Linked DNA regions of Mus musculus: region 1 is linked to region 2. The links are chromatin contacts, called in public Micro-C maps. All regions are on one chromosome and are shown on one strand. Each heading gives the region's core, a stretch centred on a gene start, on an enhancer-like site or on the middle of the called end of the contact. The rest is flanking DNA. Distances are from core to core; before and after follow the strand shown. Region 1 overlaps Inpp4a (inositol polyphosphate-4-phosphatase, type I). Region 2 has its middle 27 kb from the start of Inpp4a.

Region 1 (3,886 bases), core at 272-2,771, 78 kb before region 2:
ATGCGCGTGTATGCGCGCGTGCGCGCACACACACACACACACACACATACACACACATTCTCATGGAGTCATTCAATTATTTACCTCCTGCTTCCCATTTCCTGTTTTCTGCTAATAACTATAAATATATAATTTAAGTAGCATGACTTGCAAATGTAATGACTATGGTAACTGAGATAAGATGGTGCCTGAACCCAGATGCATATGAGACCAGTTGCTTTATGGACTGCAGTGAAACTCAGTGGTCAATGGATGGTATTACCAGATGGACCCTTAGAAGACAGGCTCCGTCCTCACAGATAGGACTGGTGCCCTACAGGTGGGCTAAATGTACCTAACCTTTCACACTTCTGTATTCCACAGTGTGAGGGCATAAGAAGGCCCTCACCAGATACCAAGTGCTGTCACTCCAATTGTAGAATTCAGAACATAAGAAATGATATTTATGAATTGCCTAGTCTTGGGTACTTGAGAAGGTACTTGAAATGCTATCTCACAGCGTAGGATGGTCTTGGCTGCTTCAGCTCTCTGCACTCCAGCCCTCCCTCTTTCCCACCTCAGTCAATGGCACCTCTCCCTCTTCTCCCTCTGGGCATCCAAGAAACCTGTTAGCTTCCTCCTCTCACATGCTCATCCAGTCCATCACAGCCTCATCCTGCTCAGCTGCTCACGCCCCAGGACTTGGAGTTCTCACTGCACTGTCTGTCAACAGTGAATGCCAGGTACCCCACCCCTACCCCCACCCCATAACCTCCTTTACAAGCCATTTACCCAGCACAGCCCTCTCTATGGCTACAACTCTTGGGATGACAGCAGGCCTCCATAGGAAGGCCTTCAGGAACAGCTCAGTCAAGAACACTTCCCAGGTAAACCGTGACCCCGCAGGAGACTTTCCATAGGAAGCAGCTTGAAAATAAGATGCCCTGGGGAAAGTGCTTTAAGTCATTTATGCTGAGCTAACACGGTGGCATGATTTCAGAGTAGCCTGAAATCCCAGCTACTGTTCAGCCTGAAGCAGGGGGATGGAGAGTTTGGGTCCAGCTGGGTCTAGAGAGTGAGTTTGTGGCCAGTTTAGACAACTTAGCAAGACCCTGTTTCAAAAGAAAAACAAAGGGCTAAGGATATCACTTGAGGTTAAGCACTTGCTAGCATGTGAAGGCTCTGAGCTACGCCACTGAATAGAATACCACCAGCACATGCTGAGCAGCACAGGGCCAGACACCTAGTCTGGGTGCCTGGGAGGTGTGCTAATGTTGACAGACACTGTAATGCTGGAGGAATGCCAGGGCCAACTGTGGGGCAGTGGAAAGTCCTTAAACTTCACACTCGCCCACTTTTTCAAACACCTACCCTTTCTTGCTTCTGTGCCTCATGCTATTTCTTTTCCACAAACTAGCAGTCGCTGCACTGAGAAGGCGAGGGTCCCTTATGAACATGCCCTGGGAGCACACAGGTTAACAGAGAGGCTTCACGGGAAGCTATGTCACACCAGATAAAAACACAAAACAAACAAGCTCACAGCCAGGCTGGTGTTGGGCAAACATCTAAACCCCTTCCCTGTCTGAGGGCTAGTCTGCTCCTTTCCAGACAGAGCAGCCCATTCTCTGGGTGCCAGCACAAGGACTGTGGAGGCTGCTTCCTGGAGCCAATCAGCACAGTTCTCACACATTCATTCCCACCCACTCAGCTCCAGTTGTCAGTTATCACCACATGTCTTTCCGAGCACTGGGAAGATAATGGACACACTGTGTAGAACCTAATGTGCCATGACAATGTCCACCATTGTGAGTGCTGTTCTCGATCCTAATGCCAATGACTGAAGAGTCTCATTCTCTCACTCTTGTTAGCTCAGCCACTTGACACTCACACATTAACTGAAAGCTTCCTGGTACTTTAGCTGGTAAAACTTTAATGCCACACAATTTTCCAGCTATGCATACAAAAATGGGAACCAGCCAATATTAATCTTTATGAACTCTCACACACCAGTTGAGACATGCAGCTTCCAGATAGCTAAGAGGCAAAGAGAAGAGGACAGTGGCTTCTCTGTGACTCAGGACATCTGAGTGAGGGGCCAACCAGCCAATGAGAAAGGTAGCATTTTCTCACTCGGGTTCCAGGAGACACAGCTAGAAGACTTTAGAGCATGAAGCTAGCCTGATCCCTCTGTGGCTAGGTAGGATGCTCCCTTCCTTTTTCTTTCAACAAAACTCAAAGCAAGGAGCCTGTCTTGGTAACAGATTCTACCTCTACCTGTCTAGAGCTGGACCTCTAGACACCAGGGTATCCTCTATCCCAAGCTCTGCTTCTCGTCTCCTTCCCCTAGGGTGCGGCAAATCCACAGCTGCCTCCTAGAGCAGCAGTACAAGAGGGGGCACCCCCTAAGGGCATTAGCACACCCCGAGCCAACAATGCCCCTTGCCTTGCCCTGACAGTTCATGTCCTTGTCTCATCTCTCTGCCACCCCAATATCTATGTTACCTTCCGGTCAGCACTCAGTAGCCATGTCAATGGTGAGACCCACTGCATGGTACCACAGCATTTGTGGTCATGTAAATCTTATCCTACGTAATAGTCATTGTCTATTACAAGCTGCAATTATGTCTTGTTATTGGTTATTGTTTCTTTCTTTGCCTGAATTATGAAAGTCAAATTTTATCATGAATATATGTGTCTAGGAGAAACCAAGATATCTAAGGTTTGGTACTTCCCATGGTTTGAAGTTTCCATGAGGACTGTCCATAGTAAGACTGTATTCCTAATGATAAGAGAAAACTACTAGCTAAAGCCAGAACGCCGCACTGCAGGAAGGAGGCCCAACATGGACGAACTTCAGCAGAGGGCACATCTGTCATAGCTAGTAGGCTGACAGAACACTGGAGCAGGAGCATGTGTGCGCTAATGCCAGCAGTACAGATGACTTTCTCAGCTCCCTCTGCAGATGAGCTACCCACATGACAGTACACATGGCAATCCCCAACCTTTAGCTCTCCAGTGCTACCCATCCCCCAGATGCTGGCTGTATGGATTCTCCCAGCTCTCTTAGGGGATGGGAAATTCCCCAGCCTCAGAGGGAGCCTGGCTAGGGGGGGGCTGGGAACAAATGGTAGCCGCTGGAATTCCCATACTAACCATGAGCTTAGGCTTAGGCAAGTTTTTGCCAGGGTTGGAAGGTGGTTAGAGAGACTCACCTGAATTCATTATGACTTTTAGTAGCTAAATAGGAATCTCCTTACTGCGTGACTTTAAAGAAATAAAGCCAGATAACTCCAAGACTCCAAGTTGGGTTTTCCAGACAGCAAGATGCTGGATTGTCAGTCAGAGAATCCCAAACAGCTTGTACATCAGCCTACTGTTTGTGTTTGTTGTTAGTGTTTGACTAAAAATCAGGATAGCAAAGCAAAACAATCTGAGTTGCTATAATTAAAATGCAGCCCTAAAACTGTTGGTCACCTCCTACCCCTACTCTTCTTTAAAGGAGCTCTATGCTGTAGCCACTGGAAGTAGCAAGCTCAAGATGTTGCCTGCTGACTCCTTTCTGGTGTGAAGAGTAGCCATCATTTCTCCCTCCACCTGCTCAGGGCGTAATGAGTGCTCCCTGCCCCTGAGTGCTCCTTGGCAAGGCATGTAAAGGACAAGAGGAAAGGTTACACAGCTGGACCAAGATGTGCCGGGCCTGTGGTCCCTTCTGGCTGCTCTCTTCCAGTCTCCATGGAGACGTACAGCTTCCGTAGGGAGCTCTGGTGGATCTTCATCAGAGAGGAGGTGCAAGCTCAGACAATCATCAGACAGTCTGCAAATGCCTTCCCTGGCCCACGACCCATGCCCATAACTGTGCTGCACAGAAGACAGTGAAGAATGGCAACTGTCTTGCTTTTTTTCCCCT
Region 2 (3,847 bases), core at 225-2,724:
CAGGGAGTGGAACTATTAGAGGGTGTGGCCCTGTTGGAGTAGGTGAGGCCTTGTTGGAGTGGGTGTGGCCTTGTTAGAGTGGTGTGGTCTTGTTGGATTGGAATTGGCACTGTGGGTGTGGGCTTTAAGACCCTCAGCTACCTGGAAGTCAGTATTCTGCTAGCAACCTTCAGATGAAGATGTAGAACTCTCAACTCCTCCTGCACCTTGCCTACCTAGGCACTGCCATGCTCCCCACCTTCATGATAATGGCCTGAACCTCTAAACCTGTAAGCCAGCCTCAATTAATTGTCCTTTATAAGTCTTGCCTTGGCCGTGGTGTCTGTTCACAGCAGTAAAACCCTAGCAAGACAACACTAAAAAGGTGATACTTGCCCAGCTGCCTGGGGCAGGCTATCAACATGGTGAGCTGATGGAATGTTCTCTTTGGCTGCAGAAGAGTGGATGGACACTCAGTGCTGTCCAGAGGACAGGAGGCTCTTTACTCCTGGGCTCCTCTTCAATGGATCTGGCCAACCTTAGATAGGACAATACAAGGAGAAAATACTGTCTATTCACACTTAGTTGGATCTGTAGGAGGGACAAGCAAAGATGTTGTTTCCTGTAGTTCCATTCAGCAAAGCATCCTGGACTCAGGCTCTGGAGCTGTTGTGGGTTAGTGGTGTTGCAGCCAACAGCTGACCTCAGGGCCATTGCAACTGTTTGTCCCTGGTACAGGCCAAGGGATCTCAGGTCAGCCAGTTCCCAAGGCTCCTGTAGTTGTGCTGGCTGCCTGGGATCCTACCAGTAGAAAAGAGAGGTGGTTAGAAGGGGGGAGGGGTGCCCATGGTAGATCACACCTGTATTTAGCATTCAGGAGGCTGAGGCAGGAGGTTGGAGGTCAGCCTGGCCTGTACAGATATTATGTCTTACAGTTCTTGGGACTGAGAAGTCCAAGCTCCAGGTCATTGACTCTGGTAGCCAATGGGCCTATGACTAAGGTTGCCCTGACCCAGTGTTCCCCAATATTGAAAACATGATCAGGAGGAAACAGGACCTGAAGTGGCTGTTGCTAGGTGTTCACTGCCAGCACCTTTGAGATTGTCATGTAGTCAGAACATCACACTGAGGACACTGAGCACCTGGGAGCCCCTCCCAGACACTTAAAACAAGCACAAAGCCCATTAGTTAGTACCTGTAGTCACCTTGACAACTGAGCCTACTTCCCCATGCAGCTCCAGAACTCCCTGGGGGCTGGTGAACTGAACTGCACAGAGACAATCTCCTGCTATTTGGCCTCGAACTCACTATGTTGCTGAAATTGATGTCATACTCTTGAAAACACAGATGAAAGCCATCAAGCTTACCCAGGACTTGTTCTGGTTGGCCACTGCATATCATCCAGGATGTCATCGAGAACAGCATAGACAGCGTTCCCTCCAGTAGCGCTGACTGCTCAGTCTCTGGCTCGGAGCCGGAGGAAAAGTTAGCCTCTTTAGTGACCATATTTGTTCAGGGATATCACGCATGGTTGCTCTAGTTTGGCACCTCCACCAAAGCACACCCGTGAAAGGATTGTTCTGTTTTGATTACGCTAATCTCCCAGCAGATGGCAGGAGAAGATCTCGTTCTAATAAGTGATTCTAAGCGATTTGACAATTTTCACCAGGAGCTGAGAGTCTTACCTGGACAGAGTGGTTGTGTATTAGCCCCTTCCCCACAGCAATACAGTCAGGGGTTCTTCTTCAAAATATTAATCTATTTTTATGTTATGTATATTGCTGTTTTGCCTGCGCGAACGTGTGTGTCTGATACCCATAGAGACCAGACCAGGGCGCTAGATCCCCTGCAACTGGAGTTACAGATCACTGGGAACCACCAAGTGGGTGCTAGGAATTGACTCCAGTTCCTCTGACGGTTTTCAGGCACGTGTGTCTTGCCATTCCTTTGTCTATGGACATGATAGCTCATTTTGCTTGTTTATTTGTTTGTTTGCAACATTGAAAATCTTAAGGAATTTTACACTCGTTGAGACATTAAAGTTATTCAGTAGCAACTGGAACAAGAGCTCAGAAATGGAGTATATCATTTTGAGGCATTGCTGCAGCAGTATGGGGGAGCTGAGCCGTGGCATCTAATTCAGAACCGAACCCCCACAACCTCCCACCTCCCACCCCTGTCTTGGGGAGAGAGAGGTGGCTCAGAAGTTAAGAGCATTTGTAACTTAGAATCACTTTGTAGCGCGAGATCCTCTACTGCCATCTGCTGGTAGGTTGGCATAATCAAGGCAACGGAACAATCCTTTCACTCTGAACCAACACGGTCTGCAAAGAAAGGCTAACTTTTCCTGTGGCTCTGAGCTAAAGACTGAACAGTCTGCACCACTGGTGGGGACTCTGTCTATGCTGCTCCTAATGACATCCTGGACTATACGCAGTGACCAATCAGAAGATCTCCTGGGTAAGCTTGATGCATCTACTGTTCCCCTTAGATGGAGCACTTCTGTAGGGGATGAGTCCTTGGTATGGTTAACAGGACTGACTTCATTGTATAAAGCAGAGTCACAAACATCACAATAGTGTGCTGAAGATTCGTCCCGAGGGATCGTATGCTTGATTTTACTCCTCATGGATGACGATTCTGAGTGTACTTGTCACGGGAAGCCACTGCTCAGTTGAAGGCTACAGTTTCCATTTTCCTCTTCCCATCCAACCCCCGTGCCTCCATCCTGAAACTAGATGTTCACTAGCAGGAAGATGGACATCTCTTAGCCGATATGACGAAGCAGCAGTACCTCCCCAGCCCTTGGGCTCTTTTGGCAGCTGCAGAGCTCAGACATCAAGAAGAAGACAAAAAGGAAAACCAACACTCTCAACTAACCCTGACCCCAGATAGCTCCCAGAGACCAAGCCACCAATCAGAAGCATACACAGGCTGGTCCGAGGCCCCTGGCACTTAAATAGCAGAGGTCTGCCTGGTCTGGCCTCAGTGGGAGAAGATGGGCTTAGTCTTCTTGAGGCCTCAGGGAAGGGTGAGGTTTGGTAGTGGGGAGCACCCTCTTGGAGGCAAAGGGGAGGAGGAATGGCACGAGGAACTATGGGAGGAGGGAGGAGGGATTGGGAGGGGGTGATGACGGGAATGTAAATAAATAATTTTAAAAATAAAAGTAAAAGAGGACAAAAAAAAATAGTAGTGCAGGTCATACTGCACCAGGTCTGTGCCAACCAGGAGCATCCTCCCTGCGGGGAGGCAGAGTAAGAAACCTACTGCATCTGCCACCCAGTGTTGGGATCCATTTATCCCAGCAGCCAGCACCTTCTGCATAGATGTAATTTACTCTTCACTAATGCAGTCTGTCTGCTGGCAGCCAGCTAGTGATGCCAAGGACAGAGACTTTAGCAACCTCTGTGAAGGAAAAGTGTTTTAGGCAAGATTGTCTAGAGTAACTGAACTGATAGAATATAACACACACACACACACACACACTGGCTAGTCTAACCGTGGCTATCTGCGTGCTGCAACTGAACTAATAGAATATATAATATACTAATACACACGCACAGGCTGGCTAGTCTAACAGTGGTTGCATGCCACAGAGGCCAAGAGCCTCTCAGAGTTCTCCTAATCTGGGACTAAAGTCCTGGAAGCTCCCTGGAGAGCTGCTGGTACTCAGTCCATATTGGAAAGGTAGAAGCTGGAGTCTGATGCTCAGAGGATGGTGGTGGCAGCAGAGGCAGCACAGTCAACAGGATAGATGCACATACCAGCTAGAATGGAAGGCAGTCAGGCAAACTAGACCCCACTCCTGACTTTCTATAGATGGGCCACCCCTTAGAAAGCACTGTCCTCCCTAGGGAAGAGTCTTCTC

The links. A called contact is a pair of places that touch in the nucleus more often than the background predicts.
Region 1: a contact with region 2 is called in a Micro-C map of the AtT-20 cell line, with 3 times the contacts expected there. The contact joins two enhancer-like sites. A contact is called at or near these places in 1 of 15 datasets of contacts at CTCF or cohesin (large pre-B cells), 17 of 484 Hi-C or Micro-C datasets (the AtT-20 cell line, CD4 T cells, CD8 T cells and 12 more), 3 of 115 datasets of contacts at active chromatin or transcription factors (bone marrow-derived macrophages, embryonic stem cells and hepatocytes) and 4 of 9 other capture datasets (adipose tissue, liver, macrophages and 1 more).

The regions. Positions count from the first base shown.
Region 1 is chr1:37,348,841-37,352,726 of GRCm38.p6, reverse strand. The region is part of intron 1 of Inpp4a (inositol polyphosphate-4-phosphatase, type I); the gene reads right to left. Among named protein-coding and RNA genes, the nearest start is that of 4930439A04Rik, 17 kb to the right of the region's middle. Within about 2 kb of position 1,521, at least 55 of the 459 cell types and tissues checked have an H3K27ac peak or open chromatin away from gene starts, as enhancers often do. A contact at or near this core is called in the AtT-20 cell line and pancreatic islet, where this site is marked.
Region 2 is chr1:37,271,063-37,274,909 of GRCm38.p6, reverse strand. No RefSeq gene overlaps it. Among named protein-coding and RNA genes, the nearest start is that of Inpp4a, 27 kb to the left of the region's middle. Within about 2 kb of position 1,474, at least 6 of the 459 cell types and tissues checked have an H3K27ac peak or open chromatin away from gene starts, as enhancers often do. A contact at or near this core is called in the AtT-20 cell line and pancreatic islet, where this site is marked.